Regions from separate parts of the Astyanax mexicanus genome. Here region 2 is linked to region 1. Evidence: chromatin contacts called from public Hi-C data. All regions are on one chromosome and are shown on one strand. The core of a region is the stretch at or near the end of the contact, and the rest is flanking DNA. Distances in the headings are between cores, read along the strand shown.

Region 1 (6,161 bases), core at 2,343-4,842:
TACTGCCGCCGAATTTAACGCAGCGCCTCCTTTCTTGTCTTTTTTCTTGCTGCTTTTGTGTCGGAGTGAGAACATATGTCCCTCACACACTTGCTAAACTTGAGCAGTGCTAGGCCAGATGGGCTGTCGCGGGACGTCCGGCCAGGGCCATTCTCCCTCCTCAGCACCTCACGCCCTGAGATCACACAAGGCTGTCCATCTTCACTCACACTCCTCAGCCCAGACCTCAGCCCTGTCCCATCCAGTGGCTGACCAGCAATTTTAAACCACGAGTGAAGTAAAGATAAAAACAATTTAAAAGGAAAAAGATAGAAATGTGAGAGCAAGAAGAAACGGGCTGCCTGATGGCTTTCACACCACTGCAGACAAATCTTCCTACTTACCAAGAAACAAAAAAAATGTAAGGAAAAACAAGAAAGGAAAAACTGAGCTTGTAGGAGTGTGATTGTGTGTGTGTGTGTGTGTGTGTGTGTGTGGGCTCTGCCGTGCCTCCAGGATGCCCAAAGAAGAACTAGCAGCTTGAAAAACCTCGGCTACAAGGTAAAGCGAGCAATCCAAGTGAAGGAGACAAAGAGAGAAACAGAGAGAGGGAGAGAGAGAGAGAAAAAAAAAGAACAAGACACAACAACAGCATCCACAAAGAGAGGGCAAGATCAGCAAAGTGCGGCATGCAGTCACTTAACAGTGCCATTCTGACAGTCACCACTCGGAGCTGGTGTTCCGGGGGGGGGTATTTGTCTTCACTTTGACATGGACATGGTCTTTTTTGCACTCTTTTTATAGAGAAGAAGAAAACAGAGAAGTAGCAGTAAATACAGGAGAGCTTGTGCTTAACACCTGCAGACCCTTCCCAGCCAAAAAGCTGACTGCACAAGGCCTTGGCCTGCACTGCACCTACCACACTTTCTCACTTAATGCCCACCCCCCCCCCCCCCCACACACACACACACACACACACTTCACTTTGCTCCACAAAATTCCTCTAAATATGCCAAAACTGTGGTGCGATTTGCCTCCATATCGGGCTGCTTGATCAGTGGGAAGAAAAAAAAGAAAGAGACAGTGTGTTCACCACTATGTCACATCTTGTATCTACATTTTAATTTGAATTAATTACATTTTTTTTTTACATTCTTTAAAAAATTAATGATTAATAATCCAACAGAAATTATATAGCCCAATTTTAATAATAATAATAATAATAATAATAATAATAATAATAATAATAAGTTATATTATTATTATTTATTTATTATTATTATTATTTACATTTTATGATGAATGATACATGGTCCAAAAAATTTTATTGCTCCTGAAAGGCTAATGTTTTGGTTATACAAGATTATGTAGGCGTGTATTACTATACATAAATTCTTCAGAAATAACTAAGAATTAAATATTTTAATACCGTTTTTTCTAGGCTTATAGTAAAATCTAAATGGTAATCAGAATTAAACATTGAATAAATAAATATAAATGCTTAAAATTTACTTGTAATAAAATGTTTTTACACTGACTTTCATTGTAAATATATATTTTTTTCATTGGATCTGCTGCTTTTACAGCATAATTCTAGAAACAAAACATTGAATATTATAAAAATTCAAATTCAAAGCGGAGATATTTTTTTCCTTTTTCCTGCTTATACTTTGGACATACACATTATATATTATGAACATTTCATTATGAATAGTTGTTTAAAATGGAGCATTTTACATTGATTTCTATTACAAATGAAGGAGTTTTTTTAATTTATTGTAAAGTTACCATAATGGAGATGAGTATGTTTTGTGACAGCAATATTATTATATAATTAAACAAAAAAAGAACTAGATTAAAAAATATGCTTACAATAACAGTTTTTAAAGAATAGCTGAAAAAGATATTCATATTTTTTATTAAATTAAATTATAGATTGTCAAAACAACCACCCCCTCTCAGTTGCTGTAAATATTTTAATCGGCTTTGTCATTTTTATCACAAAAATCATTGCGCTTTTTTTTTTTCCCCTGGCTAAAATTATTTCTCTTACACAAAATTTAAAAAATCTAAATATATGACAGTTTACAGTAATGTATAAAGAGTACAACGTTTATACACTATAATTTAGGAGCATTTTTACGTTTCAGCACTGCAGTAAAGTGTGTGTCTGCTGCTCTTCTCCAGCCTTTGGCAGACGCCCGAGGCCCTTCACGGCAAAACTAAATCCTGCGACTGTCTTCTACACCGCTCGCACAAAAGCAGCCGGCTGCAGCGTGACAAGTAAAAGAGCGGCAGCAGCACGGCAGCTAATTGCCTTCCCTCCATTCAGCCACGCTCCACCACTAACCCCTTTGTCTCTCTTACACACACACACTCGTGCCCGGGCGCAACTTCTGCAGTAAACTGCTCCTGACCGGCAGCACACAGTACAACATCCCACAATACACACACAAATGCAGTAACTTTCTCACTTACACACACATTTACAAACACTAAACACTATCTGTAAATTATATATATAAAAAAACAGAAGATTACAGTAGAAATAGATACAAATAAAAATAACAAATCTGTTGATTTAATGTGTGTAATTAAGAATCAAATACAGAAATTCCCAATGGTATATAATAGCATAATTACTACTACCAGTATTAATACAAAATATTATTAATAAGTTAATTATTATATTAAGTATTATATTATTATTTATAAGTTAAAAATAACTATAAATAACTATACTATTATAACTATTACTTTAAGGTTATTATTACTATTATTTTGATGCCATATAATTTTCTTTTTCTACTAAAATAAATCTTAAATAGGTTTGAACTATATATGCACATTTCAGTACATTCTAAATAAATTATGATTTGATTTATAAACTATAAATAATTATTAAAAACGAAATATTGAATTATATTTTAACAATAAAAAAATGCAAAAAGGTAAAATTAATCTATATAACTAAGAAAAAAATACATGTATTACAATAGAAAAAAATATTTATTACTTCCAAATTAATGCTGAAATAAATTGTTAAAAAATATTTTTGTGAATAAAAGTGATATTATGTCTTCAAATATTTCACTCTATTTCTTGGCTTTTTAAGCCGCTGCTGTGAAGCTGCCAGACAATGCAATCAAACAGAGCTGCCTTTCATTATCAAATCATGCCAAGCTGTCACTTAACTACTTAAGTGGTATAAACTGTTAAATATCAATCACAGAAAAAATAAGAAAAATACCTGGCAACCCACAAACTAAACCTGACAAAATGAACAAAACCACACAAAATAAGCACAGCAATACAGTATAAAAACATCAGATCTTACCATTTAAAAGAGCTCTATATGGGATGGGGTCCTGATGCTGCTCGGTTCCTGGTTAAAACAAGCATGCTGACACTCGCAGTAGTGCTTAGACTACAACAAGATGCACATCACGATGTCATCCACTAATCCACTGGAGGGCAGCACCTCATCTACAGCAGCCCTGCAGCCCTGATCGCTTCAGCCGATAACACACGACACCCAGACTCAGCAGCCGAGCCGCTCGCCGGAGCCCAGAGCCCGGAGAGCGTTCAGACGGCCGCCGCTGACCGCCTGCCTCAGCTTCAGCCGCAAACAGCCCGAGCCCCAGCCTCACTGCTCCCCCTCAATCACCCATTCATTCACTGCACTCAGCCCGCTCCCTCGCTTAGCGGGAGAGAACAGGAGCACTCTCCCTCTTCTTTCTTTCTTTTTCTTTCTTTCTCTCTCTCCCTCTCCCCGTTGCTCATCTTCATATCCCCTTTTATAAATCCTTTTGTGTCCATCTCTTTCTTTTATAAAGTTGAAAGAACAACAAAAAAGTAGGAGAGAGCGAGAGGGGCTTTCCTTCTCCTTTCCGCGCCTTGCCAAGCATAAAGGTACTTGAGCCCCTTCTATAGGAGTTGCCCTAACTTGGCTAAACTTGAGCAGCAGGGTGTCCCTCGTCATGTCATTAATCCGCAACGCCACGCTCCATTCACAGCGTCCGGAAAAATAAAACACCAAAATAGAAGAAAAAAAAGAAAGAAAGAAAGTGCAGGAATTCAGAGTGAGTAATCCGATCCGACCCGGAGCGAGCCTGGCTGCGGACACCTCGCCACAAACACCCCGCGGTCCCGCGCACCACTTGCCGCACAATTTTGATGTGGCGACAGAGGCGATCGCAAACGGATAAAAAAGACAAACTGACATTTCTATCAACAAAAGACTTCTGCACATGCAAGCACACTAACGCTTTTCCAACTTTCAAGACAATCCCAGTTATCTTTAAAGACACCAGGAAAAAAAAACAACAAAAAAAAGAAAACGCACCCACACTCTGAAGTCAATCAGTCAAAAACGAGCCTAAATCAACAGCCATAAATAATAAAGAACTGTAAACTAAAAACAAGCTGCTCCGCTTTCTGGAGGACCAGCAATTGGAAAATTAAGCATGGCCAACTGATGGCTTGAAGTGAGGAAGCCCACTCTTAAAGCCGTGATCCGACCGTACACCATGCCACCGCTGTGAGCCTTTTAACCATAGCAAAAAAAAAATCACTATTGATCTTCAAATGGCGATAATTGAAAAGATCAAAACGATTAAACAAAACCAAGAATGTGCTGACTTACCATGTTCCGATCCTTTTTTTGTGGAAACTTTTTGTTTCGGAAAAAAGGAAAAATATTTGCTCAAAGATGCAGCATCGGAGGTGTCAGATTTTGTAGCCGTCTCTTGATCGTATTACTTCCGCAGCCCTGGCTTCCAATGCGTCTGAACTTTTTCCCTTTCTCTTTTATTTTGTTTGTGGTACCTAGCCTCTCTCTGTTTTTTTCCCCCGCTTAAGACTTTAAAAGCTTTCAGCTCAGTAAAGCAGCACAAATTATCTTGCCACCTTGCGCAGCTCTGATGCTTTGGCCGCTAACTTTGGAAGGCCCTTTACTACTGCATCAAAATTAGCATTGTCAAAGCAGTTAATGAATATTAATATTGTATTTGTCATTGGAGCTGGCCCGTTGCTGAACTCCGAGTCATCCATCAGGGACAAGATTAAGCACACAATTATTTCTGACTGACAGGGACTAAATCTGCAAGATTTTTTTTTCAACAATTTAAAGAAAAAGACACAACATCATCTTAAGGTGCCTCCCAGGAGACAAAAATCCAGATTAATACACTTTTAATGAAGCAAGATTTCGTTGTGCGTGTGAAGAAGAATAATAGGAAGGAAGAAAAAAAAAAGAATACAGAAATCATTCCGACCTATCGTTTTGAGCAGTTTTTGATAAGAGGGTCAAAAACACAATTTGAACAAATTTCTAGGTTCAGATTTTGATTGTAACCTTTATTCCTGTCTCTAGAGGTCTTCCATTTAATTTCACAGCCAGTACAATTTTAGACATTATTCATTATTCCACAGAGAAAAAAATAGCAATGAAATTGCTTAGAAAAAGGAAGAAACCCAAGACTATGAACCGCCTGATAAATAATTACAACAGAAATCTGAAGAGAAGCATTCATCTCAAACAGCATCTTCCAACACTCCTTTTTCACATTTCTGGCAGAGTCGGCACAAAGCGCTCATCCCGGACCACACACACAGCGTTAAACCCAAAAACACACACATGCCGTCGTAAATCACAAGCCCAAATTCTGACCACAAACTGCCGGATATACCGCTAAAGATAATACTACAGCAAAGAACACAATATAAACATTTCAATACTTAAAACCCAAGATATATAATCAAATAAATACAATTTTAAACACTCCACAATAAAGCAGCTTCATTACAAAGAATCTTACCTTTTAGGGTTTGTTACATAAATTGGCCGAGTAATGTGCCATTTAATCCAGCTCACTTGTCACTATGCGGTCCATTGCAATCAAATCCCATACAGCCCAAAATACACACACACACTCACAACTATGCACTAATATTTAAAAAAAAAACACTGCAATTCCACCATCAGAGATTGAGTAAATTTAAGATCAGCGAATGAAATCTAGCAGCGGAAGAATCTTTCCTGACTACCACCGCTGGGCCGGGACTCTGGTCGGCTTTCGCACACATCATCAGAAGAGCCGTCAGCGGCTGAGCTGTTTCTAAAGTTTGGCTCATTTCTTTTTGTCCTTTAGTCTAAAAACAGTGGAATAAACAGTGGAATA
Region 2 (6,161 bases), core at 2,011-4,510, 74 kb after region 1:
GATCATTAGGGTGTGTGTGTATGCATGTGTTTATTTATATACACCACAGTGTATGTATGCCCCGGTCATCTGCAATTGACTGGGTATTACTGTAATTGTTGTGGTATTACACTCCAGAAGACTTTCGTGCGTAAGAGAAAGCAAAGAATGGTGGCTAGAGTACAGCGTAATGTGAAAGTCGAATTTAACAAAGAAGCATCTTTTTTGGAGAAGCAGGCTGGCAATGGCCATGCACTGATAGACATTCAGCGCAGTCACACAGCAGTGAATCAATGATCCTGTGTCTCACTATTACGCACAACAGACTGCTTTTAAATTGCCACACATGCAAACATGCATTTACACTGTTTTTAACCTACATTCTAGCAACACACTTTTTTAGTCCCATGTAAATTATGCAATTATTTTAATTATTATATCTGCATGCAGTTTAAAAATTTTATTTGATATTAAATATTCCTGTGCAGTGATGAGGCATATAGCCAGTTTTGTTTCGTCTGCAATTTGTCTAAAGCTTGAAACAAGAGACGAACAGGTCTTACAGCATTGCTTTGGCATTAAAGTGATTAATAAAAATATCAGCAGTGTATTAAGAAAATTACCCCGTTAAAGCACCACTAATATCCTCTGGGAACAGGGGAATGCACTGGGAAAAAGTGTAGACATGCATAATTATATTAACGATGCTAATATTTAAAAAAAAATAAAAAAGCAAAAACAAAGTAAAATAAACTAAATAAGTAAATAGTTACATTATCAATAAATAAAACAGGTGCATTTTTGCAGACGTATGCCACATTCTAAATATGCATGTGTATTAGTAGGTTTCTTTGATCATAAAAAGGTCAATCATGTCTTGCAAAATTGCTGTCAATACAAACATTAATGTTTTATGAGGCGTGCATATTTTATGCAAATATTTACTTGCTTAAAAATATGTAAACGGTTCCTTAAAAGTGCTACTGAATATTTCACATGTTACGGTTTGGGGGATATAATGTAATGCAGTCTCAGATTCACTGAGCTGAAGGCTCCTAATTACCATTTAACAGCTCAATGTGCTCATCTCATGCTGACCATCATGTTGCCATTATGTATATGTATATATTTGTATATAGATGCATACAAAAAAATGTTTGTGTTTTTTTCATATAAATCATTTTGTTTAAAAAAAAGTAGCAAGAATGTATACAAATTATTATTTTGCATTTATATAAACAATAATAATTTAGAATGTAAAAAAACAATCATTTAAATATCAGCAACATTATGATCACATTTAAATGTGACCGATTTGTATATTATTGTTTATTATTTTTATTATTATTATTATTATTATTATTTCTAGTATTTCTGTTTTATTATTATTATTATTATTATTATTTTTATTATTATTATTTACATCGTGCGTGTTTAGCGTGTCGGGCAGCGGTTCAGGAATAAAAGTGTGTGTTTCTGATTGTTGTATTTTTATTTGTAGTTTGTGGAGCAGGCGGTGTGTGTGTGTGTATAAGAGTGTGTATGATGAGTGAGTGAGTGTGTACAGCGCCATGCCCTACAGCGGGAGCAGCACCGCTAACCTCAGCGACAACTTCCCAAACTTGTGCTGCTCCAGCAGCCCGGCTCGCTCCTCCCGCTCTGAGCTCCAGCAGCCCGGCTCGCCTTACCGCGGGCCCGCGGCGTGTCAGTAGTGCGGGGTGGGAGCGAGTGTGTGTGACTGTGACTGCGAGTGTCCACGTGTGTGTACAGAAACGGGGTACAGAAATAAAGCCACTTACTGTGCGTGCCGTCGGAGAGAGTGATCCGTTGGGGAGGTAGGGGCTCGTTAGATCGGGGATCATTATAAATGGATAGCCCGGGTACGGGGGGCTCTTGAACAGCCCTCCATCTTGCCTTTTCGCAGCTAACATGGCGGGGGGAAAAGAAGAAAACTTTCTTTTAGGCACCTTCAAATAAACTTTCCGTCTCTCTTTGTGTGTTTGTACTTTTCACAGTAAGGCTACGAGATAGGTTCTCGTGTTATGAAACACAGAGGCTAAAAGAGAGTAAAGAAGTGTGGTGTATTATTTGTGTAGTTAGAGCGGAGAAAAGAGCAGACTCACTCACCCTCCTCTAAACTTTCTCGTGTTTTGTCTCTGAAAGTTTCCGACCTAGGCGGAGGCCGTCTTTCCGCCTTCAAATGCAACCAAACACAGGGACAGCGCTTTAGAAACACGCTGGGAAAAGCGACTTTATTAGTTAGTAAAGTTAGCTAACTAACGTTACCTACGCGGCTTAGCTTTAACTAGCTAGCCGCCACCAAAAACACACACAACAACGGTTGCTAGGTTAACAGTTAAGTTAACATTAACAACAACATTAGCAGCAGAACTAGCAGAAGTGTGTGGAGGAATAATAGTAAAAATATGGAGCTCCGCTCGGATCCTCCACTACTCCACTTTTTACCCGCTTACCTCCGAGTCCGAGGAGCTGTTCTGGTTCGTCTCCGACTCGTTCACAAGAGAAGACTTGACGTCTGCTAAATCCCTTTCTGCAGAAGAGTTCTCCGAGATCTTTTCCTCCTGCTCTCCTTCGTCTTTGAACGAAATCATTTCATCGTTCGCGCCCAGATCGTCCCCTCCACCGCCGTTCAGCTGCGGCATTTTCCCGAGCAATTTTGGGGGGCGAAAAACGCAAAGTTTTTAAAGCCTTGATCTCCGCGATCCCGAATCCCAGAGTCTCTTTTTTTAAGGAGTAGTTTTCAGGGGGTCTGCCCTGGCGTTTCCCGAGCTCTGGCGGCTAGTAGAAAAACTCAAAAAAAGAAGAAGAAGAGGGGGGATCTTGGCAGGAAAAGAAGCCGGAGATGGAGCCGAGGCGCTCGGATTGAGTGAGTTGAAGTTGGTCGGAGTGGTTTTCAGTTCAAAGGCGGCGCTGATTGACAGATAGAGAGGGATGGAAATAGAGAGAGTCTGGATTCGGGATTATTGACAGGGAGAAACACACAAGAAACTAATGAGATTCAAACAGGGAGGGACTTGAAGTGACGTTTTCATAAATAGAGAGGGGCAGGAAAGTATTGGAGGGAGAGAGAGAGAGAGAGAGAGAGAGAGTGTGGGAGAGAGAGGGAGAGAGCGAGAGAGAAAAAAAGGGCTTGAGGAAACGAGCAGTCGAGAGAGAGAGAGCGAGAAAGAGAGAGAGGCTTTAGTTTGAAAAGCAGGGAAGGAAAAGGCAGCTTTGGTGAAGAGCAGCAGAGTTTAGGAGAGTCGCCCTGTTTGCTTTAGTGCTGGAATGGCGGAGCAGGCGGAAGCTGCACAGAAAAAGAGAGAGCGAGAGAGAAAGAAAAAGACTGATAGATAATAAATACACACTCAGCCAGTTTCTAAAACACACACACACGCACTTACTTACTCTCACACACACACACACGGGCGGACTCCTCATACAAAGGAATTAAATTAAATTCGCTTCCTTGTTTTTTTATTATTCCGTTTTAGGAATAAAAAAAAAACTGGGAACTCCTGATTTTAATAATGCAAAACAATGAAATGAATTTGCACACGGTTATATTCATTTATTTAATTAAAACGATACCATTATAGCTAATATATTTTTATTTTTTTTATATATGAAACAAAATACCAAAAAAACAAAATCAAGCTCAATCAATTAAAGGATTCAATAAACAGTTTTAGTTTCTAACAATTTATATCCACAAAATCGTTTTAATTTAGATCATTCAAATTGAATTCCTATTTTGTTATATGTAAATGTTTTTTTTATAAGTATAAAAACAGCAGGTTTCTGAAGGGGTGATGCAGGTAAAGGCATAGAGGCTAGTGCGTGTGTGCTCCTGTTCTATACTGAGCGTGTGGAAAGAGAAGGGGCCGGCAGTGTCCAGATAGACTAATGAGGGCTACCTGCATTCAGGATGAATAAAAGAATAAGGGTCTGGATTCTCTGTGCCCAGCAAAATTGCTTTTTTTCTTGCCAAAAATGTGTTTTAAAAAGTATGTAAATATAAATCATATATAAATGCAGTTGTTCTGTTTTTTTCTTTATTTGTCTCTGTTACATACTGTAGAAAATATCCATAGAATGTCTATAGAATGTCTATATCCATAGAATATCTAACAAATTTGATTAATTGAATTACTGTATTAATGTGATTTTCAAAAAAGGATAATGGAAATTGTACATCTTAAAATATATAAGCTGCTACATGGAATCATAGTACATAAACATTTGCTTCAGTCCGAAACATGTAAAATGTTACATAATTTACACTTGTTCTTAACTAAAATAAAAGGATGTTATGTTTTCACCATGTTTAAAATAAAAGCTGTATGTAAGATTGAAGGGGGTTACTTACTATTTGTAAAATAAATAAATAAAATGTAAAGGATACAATGGCTTGGCCATCAATTTAAATGGTGCGCATATATTCGAAAAATATCAAGATTATTTTGTTTTTACAATATCGCCCAACCCTACTAGACAGTAAATGATTCTAAGCACTTATACAAAATAAAATATGTTTAAATTACATAATACATCGACATCTAAGCCACAAATTAATTAGAACCAACACAACACTATTTGCAAATATTATTTAAAATCATTGTCATTTTTAATCTTTGCCGATTCCATATTTGTTGCATGCTCGCTCTGCCCTATTGCTTGTTGACCCAATCCTTATTGTATTTTGCAAATATAATTCACTCAAACAGAACATTTATCTTTTATGTAATACAGTCAGCACCTCCTACTCGGAGAACCTGTGTCCAGTTTGCTCGAAAGCAACACTGGACTCATCTACACAAACAATAGCAGTCATATGGGCATTAGAGGGCCACAAAGACAGGTTTAACTCCCACTTAATTTGGAGCAGTGTATCATTTCCATTTCTGCCCTTTGGATTGCTCTATGGAGTAATTACCCTGTACCAGCCAACGCTCTTCCAGATCCACAGCAATATGCTATAACAGCCTGTATATACACAGCAATTACGCCTACAGGAGCAGAACAATTGTGCCGCACAATGCATGTGATATTATATAGGTGTTACATCAACACTGTTATATATACACAGTACATTGTTGTATGTATTTGTATTGTGATTGCTTATATAAATACGTAACACCTTTAATTTTGATACAATAAAAAGTATGGGATTTTAGATTGTATTAACAAATAAAACTAGGTTATGTATGCAAGTATAGACACACAAATAAATAAATAAATATCTATATATATATATATATATATATATATATATATATATATATATATATACAGTATCAAGTATTTTACCATTGTTATAAGAAACAAGGAAACATCCCTAAGGAAACAACCCTAAACTTGTATAAATCCTACGCATATTGGAATATAATAATATTCGATTCCAAATTATCACATTTTATATGAGGTAAAAATAAGCAATTAAGTAAAAATAATACAGAACAAAAAAATACAATCTAAAAATAGAGAGAGAGAGAAAGATATATATGGCTTTGATGTGACAGGAATTAGTCACATAATTGTGACACAGTAATTGCATATATCATAAGTATCATAAGTAAACAAAACACACACACACACACACACACACATGACACTTCTCTTGCTTGTTTACTGAAGCAGCATGCTTCGTTTTTCTTGTTTTAATTATGCACCTTCAGCTGTGATAAAAGCCTGAGCCAGAATGGACAGATAAGGCTCAGTGCTCAATGTGTACAGTCAGCAGCAGCAGAAAGATGCTCTCTTGCTTTTTAGCTCAGAAATCTGGAGCCTGCAGATACCAGACCAAAGCAGTGGAGCTCCTAGCCAGCATCTGCCTGGATTGCCTCCACAGGTTACTGAGAGTTCACTCAGATTGGGTGCGTAGTGTCAGCCTTGTGAAGCCAAACCTTTTGCTTTCAGTTGGGCTGAATCTAAACCCGTGGCCATCTCCCAGGTTAGACCTCTGTTAAGCTTTATCTGGATGCCTTTCTGTCTGGAATATGTTCTTAGCACTGGTCCAGCCAGCACTTGAAATTAAAATCTTAATTTTTCTGTTCGACCCCAGGCAAAAAGACTGGCCACTCAGACTTTGATTTTAGCACAGCTGTCCGAATGTCCCCACACACACTGCTCAGAAAACTGGGATGGCACCTGCTGAGCCCTGGTCGCTGGAGTGGGTATTG

Evidence for each region. Hi-C and Micro-C count contacts between places; a contact is called where the count stands out from the background.
Region 2: a Hi-C map of muscle shows a contact between it and region 1, with 19 times the contacts expected there. The contact joins the promoter of tcf7l2 here to the enhancer-like site in region 1. A contact is called at or near these places in 2 of 3 Hi-C or Micro-C datasets (both in muscle).

Annotation. Positions count from the first base shown.
Region 1 is chr15:31,856,064-31,862,224 of AstMex3_surface, forward strand. The region is part of intron 5 of tcf7l2 (transcription factor 7 like 2); the gene reads right to left. Among protein-coding and RNA genes, the nearest start is that of tcf7l2, 75 kb to the right of the region's middle. Within about 2 kb of position 3,593, the one cell type or tissue checked has an H3K27ac peak away from gene starts, as active enhancers do.
Region 2 is chr15:31,930,837-31,936,997 of AstMex3_surface, forward strand. tcf7l2 (transcription factor 7 like 2) reads right to left here and starts at 3,261. Exons shown (of 15, transcript XM_049464328.1): 1 at 2,454-3,261; 2 at 2,107-2,173; 3 at 1,779-1,903. The coding sequence starts at 2,642.